4 separate regions of the Mus musculus genome follow, and regions 2, 3 and 4 are each linked to region 1. Evidence: chromatin contacts called from public Hi-C, HiChIP or PLAC-seq and promoter capture Hi-C data. All regions are on one chromosome and are shown on one strand. Each heading gives the region's core, a stretch centred on a gene start, on an enhancer-like site or on the middle of the called end of the contact. The rest is flanking DNA. Distances are from core to core; before and after follow the strand shown.

Region 1 (2,813 bases), core at 99-2,598:
ACAGACAGCTCTCTGAGCTCAAGGCCAACATGGAATACAGAGGGAGTAATAGGGCCACACAGAGAAACTGTCTCAAAAAAAGAAAACAAACCAAAAAGGGTCTCACTTAGCTCAGGCTAACCCCTAACTCCCTACATAGCCAAGGATAATGTAGAGCGCGGGTCTCAACCTTCCTAACGCTGTGACCCTTTACTACAGTTCCTCAACTTGTAGTGACCCCCAACCAAAAATTAATTTTCAATGTTAGTTCATAATTGTTATGAATTGTAAATATTTTTGGAGACAGAGATTTGCCAAAGGAAATGCCCACAGTCTGAGATCCTGCTGCCTGCACCTCTGTGAGTGACATCACGCTGGGTGTGGGCAGTGCTGGGAACCAACCCCAGGACTCCAGTCATTTTAAGCCCATAATTTGTAAACTTATGAATTAAACAACCATCACAATAATGTAGTTTTAGAACATTTTACAAAGCCTGGAAATATCTGTGTGTGTCCTTTTATGTTTATTTTTATGTTGTCCAGGTTAAACAAATGGGCTCAAGCCAGCCGCCTATCTCAGCCCCGGAGGGGTTGGGACTACTATATTTCTTTTACTTAAAACATTATTTTTGGGGCTGGAAAATGGATCAGTGATTAAGAGGACTTATTGACTATTCTTCCCAAAGACACACATGTGATTCCTAGCACCCACATGGCTTCTAACAATCATGTCTAACTCTGGTTCTAGGGGATGTGACATTCTTGGCCTTCTCGGGCACTGCATGTATGTTAGACACAGACTTGCTGACACAAGCTGACCAGACAGCTACACATAAAAGTATTCCATTTTGCCTGGCGGCAGACGGTCACCCTAACTGCCCACACTGGGTCGAGGCTCTGGCCCGGATCCGATGCCCGGGCTCTAGGCACACACGGAGGCCGGCCTGAGGCCGGTGGCGGCTCTCCTCACTCTCGTCGCCATCCAGGCAGAGGCGGAGGCGGAGGCGGCCACGGGTTCTGGGCTGCGGACCCCTCGCGCAGGATCGGAGCTCAGGCCTGGCGGCAGACGATCACCCGAACTGCCGACACACGGAGGCCGGCGGGAGACCCGGAGCGGGGACGGAGGGCGGTGGCCGCTCCCTGCACACTCGCCGTCATCCAGGCGGAGGCGGAGCGGGAGGGGCGGGGCCTGGCGAGACCCAAACAAGCGCACGTGCGGGCCGGCCCGCCGCGGTGACGTCACGGCGCGTCGGCGCGCGCGCCCGCCTTACCCTTGCCGCGGGCCGTAAAGCGCGGAAGGTCGCAGGCCCCCGCGGTCCCGGAACTCTGCGCTCCGCGTCCCGCCCCGTCCCCATGCCCTGGCCCCCTTTCCGGCCGGCGCAGACCCTCTTCAGCGGCTGGGCTGCCCTTCACTTCCGCCGGGCGTTGCTGAGCGCGCTGCCCGCGAGATGCGGGCCCCTGAGGTAGGAAGCCGGCTGGGACCCGCGGGTCCGGGCGGCCTTCTGGTCCCGCGAACTCTTGCGCCCCGCACGCCCCTGGCGTCCGAGCTTTGGGCTCCGGCTCCCGGCCGTCCCTCCGGGTCTCTGAGGCGGTGCCACCGGTCGGGCGCCGGGATTGAGCCAGTGGAGCTGTGCGGGCCTCGGGGAGCCGCGCCGGCCGCCCCGGGACTGCGCGCCGGCTCTCCCAGGGCGGCCGACCGGGCCTCGGGGCGGGCTGCGGCTCGGGCGGGCGCGCGCGCACTGCTGTCACGGCCAGAGGTGGCCCCGCGTCTCTGCAGGTGGAATAGTTTCCCACCTTGTAATGTGCGGCTCGGCTGTGCTTCACCGACTCCTGTCAGAGACCTAGTCAGGGCCGTGGGGTTTCCGGTGGGTGACAGTTGTGTGTGATCCACGGTCTCCAAGCCTACTTTGCATGATGTCCGTGGGTGGGCGAGGGCCGCTGGCAGGGAGCAAGGCCAGAGGTCAACTTTGAAAGCCACAGGGATTTGCATCACTTTAAAAAACTAACTTCATATTTTTAATATTTACTGGCTTTGTTTGTGTGTAAGGTAGAGGTCAGTAGAGAAATTGGGGATGCGTTTCTCTCCTCCAGATGAATCCAGGGATCGTTCCTAGCCGATCAGTCAAGTACCCAGGTTTTTTGACTTTTACCCGCTAGCCATTTTTGTGGGCCCAACTCTCTGAAGCTCTCTTTTTTTTTTCTTTTTTTTTCTTTTTTTTTGGTTTTTTGAGACAGGGTTTCTCTGTACAGCCCTGGCTGTCCTGGAACTCACTTTGTAGACCAGGCTGGCCTTGAACTCAAAAATCCGCCTGCCTCTGTCTCCCAAGTGCTAGGATTAAAGGCGTGCGCCACCACGCCCGGCTCTGAAACTCTCTTGATACCTCCTAATGCACCTGTTGAAAAAATAAAAATCTGCAGTCGGGCTGGAGAGATGACTCAGTGATTAAGAGCACTTCCAGAGGTTCTGAGTTCAATTCCCAGCAACCACATGGTGGCTCACAGCCATCTGTAATGGGATACCCTCTTAACGGTGTGCATGAAAACAGTGTACTCATATACAGTAAATAAATAAAAGGAAAATCTGCAGTCTGGACCAGTTGGGTCACAATGTCCAGCAGGTTCTGTCCTTCCTTCCCCATTCGTTCATCCATCCATCCATTTTAACATAGAGTCTCACTAGTAACCCTGGTTTACCTGGAAGGCAGAGAGTCACCACACAGGCCTTCGGTTGGTAAGCAAGTGTCCTGTGGGGTTCTGTTGTGTGGGGGAGTGTGGCCGTCCACCTGTCTTTTTGACCAGCAACCCATCTGTGGTTAAAGCCAAACAGAAGAAAC
Region 2 (2,813 bases), core at 82-2,581, 250 kb before region 1:
GTGCACACACCCATCAGTTGCCAGGCAGGCCAGCAGTTCACCTCTACCTCTGAAGGGCTCCAAAGCCACTGCCCTTCCCTAACAAGAGAAAAGAGGAGGAGGCTGGGGGTGAGGGCACTGAATCAGCCATGTCTTTATTACAAGATTGTGAGGTGACAGATTTGCTGATAGGTGGACAGATATACAGTAAATTCATAAGTCAATAAAGTAAATAGAAATTCCCAGGATAAACACTTCACTAGTCTTCCACAACTCAGAACTAATGCAAAAGGTCCACAATGAACCCAATAGAAAATGCTTAAATAAAAACACAATCCAGCTATGCGGCTTCCCAAAGCTGTCTTACTAATAATGGCTTTTATTTCCATACAATATAATTTATAAAAACATCTGGAAGGCTGGCCCGGTGGTTAAGAGCACTGGCTGCTCTTTCAGAGGACCAGGGCTGCCAGCATATACACAACTCCTCACAAACTTCCCACAAATCTCCAGTTCCAGAGGATTGACACTCTCTTCTGACCGCCAGAGGGATGGCATGCGCATATGCATACACACACTCATACACAAAGTAAAATAAATCCTTTTTTAAAGTCGTCTGTTCACTCACCCAATGCACCCAGTGAAATATGTTTTGGGATTTTTTTGTTTCATTTTTATTTAAAATTGTAATAAAATGTGTACAATATACGTTTCAGAAATAAATATTCAGCATTTAGATGCGCATTCACACGGTGGGACGACGTAAGTTTTTAAACATTAAATATAACTATATATAATATTTAATTATATAATATATAATATTTAATTATTTAAATATATAATAGATACTATATAATAATTATATATAATTATATGTGATTAAATATTAAATATAATTAATTTCCAAATATTAAATATATTGTGGCTGAGTTTATATATTTCATACCCCCCAACCCCTGGGACTAGACCAGACCTCCGCCCTAGTGACTCTTGTCCTTGGCACCTCTTGAAACTGCCGAATTGAATACAGTAAGTTTCCCCCTTGAAGATGCGGTTCCTTGAAGATGTAGAAGTTGCGTGCCCGCCGAGGAGGTGGTCCTGACAGTCACCTTCAATGCGCTGGCATCCACCAGCAGCCGGGCACACCTGGTGGGCACGCCCTCTACCTGCCCAGGGCTACCTGGCGGGCCGCGCTCAGCGTCTTGCTCTCGGGGCTCGGGTCCCTGCGGGCCAATGGGGAGGCGGCTCCGGGCAGCAGCCGCGTCCCACCGAGTGGCCAATGGGAGCAGGGCATGCAAATGAGCAGGTGCGGTGGCGGCCGGCCCGTTGCGGCTGCCCCGGCTCCCGAGATGTTAGAGGCGCGCTGGGCAGCCGCGGAGCAGACTGCCGGGCTCCGAGATCCGAGCTCCGCTCTCCCGCCATGGCCCCCGCTCCGCCCCCCGCCGCCTCTTTCACGCCCGCCGAGGTCCAGCGGCGCCTGGCGGCCGGTGCCTGCTGGGTCCGCCGCGGGGCCAGCCTCTACGACCTCACCAGCTTCGTGCGGCATCATCCGGGGGGCGAGCAGCTGCTGCTGGCGCGGGCTGGCCAGGACATCAGTGCCGACCTGGATGGGCCACCTCACAGACACTCCGACAACGCCCGCCGCTGGCTGGAGCAGTACTATGTGGGCGAACTGCGAGCGGACCCGCAGGTACCAGGCGGCCCGGGGCACTCCCCGCTCCCTGCCTCACACCCCTCCCCCAGTCCGCCACTTTAGAGAGCTCAGATCACCTGCCCTCTAGGAGAACGCAAGGTGACAGCCTCCACCCTCACTTCCCTCCGTTTTCCCAGTTTCTCTCCAGGTAACCGGTCACTGACACCCCCTCTCCCATCCCCCTATTTCCCGTTCCTATCACCAGGAGCTTGGTGTTCCCGCTACCCCCCTGACCCGGCTGCATCCTCCTTCCAACATGTCCCTTCTGCAGCCCCCCTACCGCCTGACAACTTCGACTCCTGTTTCTGCCTCCAGCCACTACCTCCCACCCCACCCCCTTTCTCTCTTCTCTTCCTTTTCCTTTATCAGCCTTTCTGGTTTCCTTTCTTGTTTCAGTAGTGGGTCCCTAGGCTCACCTGGCCTCAGTTTCTCCATCCCACCACTCTCTTGGTTCAAGGAGACACAAATCCAAAACTCTGCTCTGCCCCCTTCAGGGGCTCCTGTGGGTGAGTGAGTGAGGGGCCCGAACAGCGTTTTATTGATTCTATCCTCCAGCCCCCGGTTTTATTTCCGTCCTAAACAGTGTTGTGGGTTTGAAAGAGTGAAATAAAATACACGAACCAGCTTGCTAAGGAGAAGTCGATATTTCTAACCCAGACTATGCTAAACTCTCGGTACTGCTGTGTGGTACAGACTCATCTTGGATTTTTACCTTCAACCCATCCTGGGTGTTATTCTCATTTCAGGATGTGGAAACAAGGGTTCAGTGAAGTTCTATAAATGTCTGAGGTCAAACAACTAGGTAGTACAAAAATCAAGTGTTTCTTATTCAAGAATCAAAGTCGTCTCCATCTGGAGGGTTGGGAGACAGAGCTCTTGGTAGACTCAGGTGGAGCCAAGCTAACTCCTTATTCTCAAGCCTGATAGCAGGACTGGTGACAGCAAGGCCATCGTGATTAGGTTAAAGCAACGGTTGGTCCTTGTTGCTCGCGATCTTTCAAGTGCTTTTAGATCTTTAGATGAAAGGACATGCTGTCCACTGTTCCAAGAGACACCTCTTATCCATCTTGCCTAATTCTTATCTCTTAGTCACTTACTTGGTTCTTAAACGGATTGACGACACTGTGCTGGGCACCAACAG
Region 3 (2,813 bases), core at 137-2,636, 180 kb before region 1:
TTCCACATATATTAAATTGGCTAAGTACTACCAGGAAGCTCTTAGAGTGGAGCAGGTGTAACCACAGTATATAGTATACCCCCTGCAATGCCTAAGAACTATACCCCCTGCAGTGCCTGAGAACACTTATATTTCATATACTCACTGATCCTTGGTGTTTCTAAATTTGTTTTATCCTTATAAAGTGCTATCAGATCTGAAGGCATTTCATTTACTAATAAATTTGATCATTTTCCTTCTTTTTTTTTTTTCTTTTTTGTTTTTCAAAACAGGTTTTCTTTGTGTAGCTTTGGATGTCCTAGAACTTGCTCCTCTGGAGACCAGGCTGGGTCTCGAACTCACAAGAGATCCACTTGCCTCTACCTCCCAAATGCTGGGATTAAAGATAAGAGCCGTCACCTCCCAGCTTGAACATTTAATCTTATGTGCTTGGCTTTTAAATTTTTATTTGCTTACAAAGAATTGGGTTTCATTGTGACATGTTTAAAAATTACATGTACATGTGTGAGTGAGTGTGTGTGAGTGAAGGTGCCCATGAGGCCCAGAGGCATCAGATCCCTCTGATGCTGTAGTCACTGGTGGTTGTGAGCCACCCACTGGGTGGGTGCTGGGAATCAAACTCGGGTCCTGCCTTAGGGTTTTCATGGCTGTGAAGAAATACCATGACCAAGGCAACTCTTATCAAGACAAACATTTCATTGGGGTTGGCTTACAGTTTCAAAAATTCAGTCCATTATCATTTATCATCATGGTGGGAAACATGTCAGCAGGCAGGTAGACATGGTGCTGGAGGAGCTGAGAGTTCTAGATCCTGATCTGAAGGCAGCCAGAAGGAGACTGTCTTCTGCAGGCAGCTAGGAGGAGGCTCTCTTCCACAGTGTGCATAGGAAGATCCATCCAAGCCCACTCACACAGGGAAACACTTCCTCCAACAAGGCCACACCTACTCCAAGACCACACCTCCTCATAATGGCACTCCTCATGGGACAAGCATTCAAACACATGCATCTATGGGGGCCATACTATTCAACCCACCTGGCAAGGGTCGTATGCCTGTACTTGCAACTGATCTCTCCATCGGTTCATTATGCCATCAAATACAATTTGTTTTTTCCTATCTTCACCCCCTCTCCTGAACCCTCCCTCCCCTCAGTAGCTTCCCTTTCCATTTTTGTGTGACATGTGACCTTTTGCCCCTCCTCCTTCTCTCAACTCTTCTTGTGATCTCCTCTCTGGTTTCACAGTCTACATCCATTCTCGCAACCCCTTCTTTGCCAGACACAAACATTAGAAGTTAGGATCTACACGAGATAAAGAACATGTTAACTTTCTTGTCTTCCTGCTTCTCCCACAGAGGTGAGCACACACCCATGGTTAAAGTTGCACTGCTCACGATAGCTATTTGGCTTCCCTTTTCTGTGACCGACCTCTTCCTATCTTCTGCCTGCTCTTCTGTCACATTTGCAGTTTCTGTTTTTTCCCCATTTGCAGAAGAACCTTGTATATGGACATCAATTATTTGTCAACTATAGATATTGCAAAAATCTTCCATTATCACATGATCAGCATTGGCTTTGATGTCCATCATCAAACATGCATCTTTAATTTTAATTTAGGTACACCCAAACTTCACCTCATTATTTGTGCTCTCAAAATATACACTCCCTATGCCTAGATTAACTTTTCTTTCTTTCTTTCTTTCTCTCTCTCTTTCTTTCTCTTTCTTTCTTTCTTTCTTCCTTTCTTTCTTTCTTTCTTTCTTTTTCCCTCTTTCTTTCTTACTTTCTTTCTTTCTCTCTTTCTTTCTTCCTTTCTTTTCTTTCTTTTCTTTCTTTCTCTCTTTTTCTCTTTCTTTCTTTCTTTCTTTCTTTCTTTCTTTCTTTCTTTCTTTCTCTCTATTAGATAGGATCTCACTATGTAGCTCTGGCAGACCTGGAACTCTGGCCTCACTCTCATTGACCTCCACTTGCCTTGGCCTAAACAGTACTACGATTAAAAGGATTAGATAATAACATATTATTGTTTATTATTGTTGTTATTTTAAACTTTAATACATTTAAATTTTAATAATTTTTATTATTTATACACATGGCTGATTTTCCTGCATGTATGTCTGCACCACTTGCATGCCTGGTGATTGCAAAGGCCAGAAGAGGGAATTGAATCCCCTGGAACTAGAGTTATGAATGGTTGTGAGCCACCATGTGGTTGCTGGGATTTGAACTCAGGGTCTCTGGAAGAGCAGTCGGTGCTCTTGATCTTTGAACCATCTTTCCAGCCCCCCAGTTTTATTTTTTTAAAGATTTATTTATTTATTATATGTAAGTACACTGTAGCTGTCTTCTGACACTCCAGAAGAGGGAGTCAGATCTTGTTACGGATGGTTGTGAGCCACCATGTGGTTGCTGGGATTTGAACTCAGGACCTTCGGAAGAGCAGTCAGTGTTCTTAACCGCTGAGCCATCTCTCCAGGCCCAGTTTTAATTTTTAAGTTCAGGCTTTAATTCTCTTGGGCTCGGTCTTTGTATGTGATATTATGCAGGGTCTAGTTTTATTTTTTTCCACAGAGTAAGTCAGTCTTCTCTCTATTATTTATTAAATAGCCCATTCTTTCCTCCACTGGGAAGCAGCATCACACACTATATAAGTTTCTGTATAAACATCAGTCTAGTTCCTGTGTCTCTGATCTGTCCTGTGGATCAATTTATCGGTCTTTGCATCAGGGAACTGATTGAGATTTTAGGGGGTGGTGATATCTGTTGTTGTTATTGTTTGTTTGAGACGGCGTCTCATTATATAGTCCTGGCCTGCCT
Region 4 (2,813 bases), core at 167-2,666, 150 kb after region 1:
CGAGAGCTACACAGAGAAACCCTGTCTTCACAAACCAAACCAAACCAAACCAAACCAAACCTAAATATCTTGCAAACCTAAGACAAGTCAAAACTTGAACTTCTTAATTGTTGTCAGACACTATGTCTTCTCTAAGAAGTATGTCCCAGCAGATACATGAAGAAATAGCCATGTTCTTGGTACTAGAATAGGTATGCTTGGTAGTGCAATTTCAAGAGGACAATGGGCAGTTAGACTCAAAATATATGCATTTTGAGACTAGGTCTCCTGTAGCAGAGACTGGCCTTGCACTCTCAATCTTCCTCCTACACCTCCCAAGTACTGGAGTTAAAAGTGTTCACTACCATTCCATTAAAATTTTGCACTATTTTAAGAGCATCCTTTTTGTGAAGTGCCTAAGTCATTCAAACAGCTTTACACAACTATCATGACTTAAAATGTATCCCAACAGAGGGAAAGTACTTCTCTTATCCCAGTATTTGGGAGGCAGAAAAAAAAAAAAAAAAGCCACGGGATACATGAAATTCTTGACTCAAAAAAAAAAACAAAAAAAAAAAAACAAAACTAAATACATATCCACACACATAGGATGTAACTCTGTTTTGTTTGTTTTTAATTGTTTTTTGAGACAGGGTTTCCTCTGTGTAGCCCTAGTTGTTCTGGAATTTGCTCTAGTGGCCTCTGCCTCCCAAATTCTGAGATTAAAGGCCTGTGCCACCTATGCTCAGATCATTTCATTCTTAGTTGTATGTATATGCATGTGTGTCTGCGACTGCAAAGGCCACTAGAGAGCGTTCTATTTTTTTAAAAAATATTTATTATTTATATGTAACTACACTGTAGCTGTCTTCAGACACACCAGTAGAGGGTGTCAGATGTCATTACGGTTGGTTGTAAGCCACCTTGTGGTTGCTGGGATTTGAACTCAGGACCTTCGGAAGAACAGTCAGTGCTCTTAACCGCTGAGCCATCTCGAGAGAGAGCGTTCGATCCCTTGTAATCTAGGTGTTGGAGATTATTAAGGAGGAAACCGAGTTCAAGGTAGCCTTGTTTTAAAACAAGATACCTAGTTTCAAAACCAAAAAATGGGTAAGTATTTTGGTTATGAAATGAAGCGATTGGGCGAGTACTAAGTAACTCTGCAGAGCTCTAGGACGTTAACTCAATTAGATCGCACCTAGCGAGATGGAATTTTTTTTTTTTTTCCTCCTCTTTTTAGCATTTCGAGACAGGGTTTCTCTGTGTGGCCCTGGCCGTCCTGGAACTCTCTCAGTAGATCAGGCTGGCCTCAAATTAAGAAATAAGCGACTCAGGACCTTAAAGTGCTAAGCTCCGCATGCTTATCTTCCTGGGGGCGGAGCGTGGGTGGAAGACGGACGCGCGGGGCAGGAACTGACGTCAACTCCGCGCGGGTCTTTTTCCGCTCCGTGTGAGTGGCACTTGGCGCGGGCTTGCGTTCGGCGCTGGTGTTGGCGGGGCGCGGAGCATCTCTGCAGGTCGGCTCGCGTCGGGACCATGGCCACCGACTCATGGGCGCTGGCGGTGGACGAGCAGGAAGCCGCTGTCAAGTCGGTCAGTGGCCTGGTGGGGATTAGGGGACTGAGGCGGACATGGTTTCCAGCACGGGGACCTCAGAGCCGGGCCAGCCCGCGCTCGCTGGAGTTTGCTGTGGGCGATCACTTAGCGCGGCGGATTTGCTCCGACAGCGAAGAAAACCCGCAGCGAGCTTCTTATCCGAGTTTGGACTGAAAAGTTGCTCCCATGGTGACATTGTCTTTATTAAGTGTGTGAGGCCCCAAACTGGCCCTTCTCTTGACCTCTTACAAGAAATGGCAACATAAAATTCTCTCTTTTTTTCGTTGTTGAGGGGTAGTTTTTGAGTGAGTTTATGCTGCCTTTCCCCTAACAGCCCCACATTCATGCTTAACCGCCAAGCGGCAGTTTGTAGCTCGCCAGAATAACGGGTTTTGTTTGTGTTAATGCTTCACTTAGCAACAAATGCAAACTGTCTAGTTGCTATTTTAAGTGTCGTATAGTTTTTGTTAGATTGTTTTTGTGTTTTTGGAGGGGTGCGTTGGTGGGTTCGAGACGGTGTAGCCCAGGTTGGCCTCTGACTTGCTAATTAGCTGAGACTGGCCTTGAGAGCTCTTGCATCCCTATCCCTCCGCCTCCTCTTAAGTGTATGAGTTACAGCTTTGCTGCCTGTGTTTTTGACACAGCCCAACTGGCTTCACTATTTACCTCGGGGTCGCCTCAAATACTTTCTTTTAATATCTTATGTTTTCTATGTGTGTGTATGGGTGTTTTGCCTGTTCGTATCTATGCACCACACTTGAGCCTACATATGTTAGAAGAGGGTTTTAGATCCCCTTGGAACTGGGATTTACAAACTGTTGTGAGCCACCATGTGGCGCTAAGAACCAAACCCTGGCCCTTCCGCAACAGCAGCGAGCTCTCTTAACTCTTAAACCAATTCAGCTGAAGAATGAGCAGTTGATTTTCTTTTTTTTTTTTTTTTTTTTTTTTTTTCCATTTTTTATTAGGTATTTAGCTCATTTACATTTCCAATGCTATACCAAAAGTCCCCCTTACCCACCCACCCCCACTCCCCTACCCACCCACTCCCCCCCTTTGGCCCTGGCGTTCCCCTGTACCGGGGCACACAAAGTCTGCGTGTCCAATGGGCCTCTCTTTCCAGTGATGGCCGACTAGGCCATCTTTTGATACATATGCAGCTAGAGTCAAGAGCTCAGGGGTACTGGTTAGTTCATAATGTTGTTCCACCTATAGGGTTGAAGATCCCTTTAGCTCCT

Evidence for each region. Promoter capture Hi-C pulls out the DNA fragments that hold promoters and counts their contacts. A called contact is a pair of places that touch in the nucleus more often than the background predicts. HiChIP or PLAC-seq counts read pairs in DNA pulled down with a chosen protein or histone mark.
Region 2: a contact with region 1 is called in a promoter capture Hi-C map of stem cell-derived epiblast-like cells, with 4 times the contacts expected there. The contact joins the promoter of Fa2h here to the promoter of 9430091E24Rik in region 1. A contact is called at or near these places in 4 of 39 promoter capture datasets (hippocampal neurons, liver and stem cell-derived epiblast-like cells) and 2 of 9 other capture datasets (adipose tissue and pancreatic islet).
Region 3: a contact with region 1 is called in an H3K4me3 HiChIP or PLAC-seq map of bone marrow-derived macrophages, with 2.6 times the contacts expected there. The contact joins the enhancer-like site here to the promoter of 9430091E24Rik in region 1. A contact is called at or near these places in 3 of 484 Hi-C or Micro-C datasets (the HL-1 cell line, bone marrow-derived macrophages and nephron progenitors), 4 of 115 datasets of contacts at active chromatin or transcription factors (bone marrow-derived macrophages, embryonic stem cells and memory CD8 T cells) and 2 of 9 other capture datasets (adipose tissue and pancreatic islet).
Region 4: a contact with region 1 is called in a Hi-C map of uterus. The contact joins the promoter of Ddx19a here to the promoter of 9430091E24Rik in region 1. A contact is called at or near these places in 7 of 39 promoter capture datasets (the C10 cell line, cranial neural crest, embryonic stem cells and 4 more), 2 of 484 Hi-C or Micro-C datasets (Sertoli cells and uterus), 2 of 115 datasets of contacts at active chromatin or transcription factors (bone marrow-derived macrophages and pancreatic cancer cells) and 2 of 9 other capture datasets (adipose tissue and embryonic stem cells).

Annotation. Positions count from the first base shown.
Region 1 is chr8:111,144,033-111,146,845 of GRCm38.p6, reverse strand. It overlaps 9430091E24Rik (RIKEN cDNA 9430091E24 gene), which reads left to right and starts at 1,348. Exons shown (of 3, transcript NR_040364.1): 1 at 1,348-1,442.
Region 2 is chr8:111,392,339-111,395,151 of GRCm38.p6, reverse strand. It overlaps Fa2h (fatty acid 2-hydroxylase), which reads left to right and starts at 1,331. Exons shown (of 7, transcript NM_178086.3): 1 at 1,331-1,669. The coding sequence starts at 1,400.
Region 3 is chr8:111,323,969-111,326,781 of GRCm38.p6, reverse strand. The region is part of intron 4 of Mlkl (mixed lineage kinase domain-like); the gene reads left to right. Among named protein-coding and RNA genes, the nearest start is that of Mlkl, 13 kb to the left of the region's middle. Within about 2 kb of position 1,386, at least 7 of the 459 cell types and tissues checked have an H3K27ac peak or open chromatin away from gene starts, as enhancers often do. A contact at or near this core is called in bone marrow-derived macrophages, where this site is marked.
Region 4 is chr8:110,996,426-110,999,238 of GRCm38.p6, reverse strand. Ddx19a (DEAD box helicase 19a) reads left to right here and starts at 1,416. Exons shown (of 12, transcript NM_007916.2): 1 at 1,416-1,572. The coding sequence starts at 1,516. Gm51551 (a long non-coding RNA gene) reads right to left here. Exons shown (of 3, transcript XR_003947457.1): 3 at 2,783-2,813.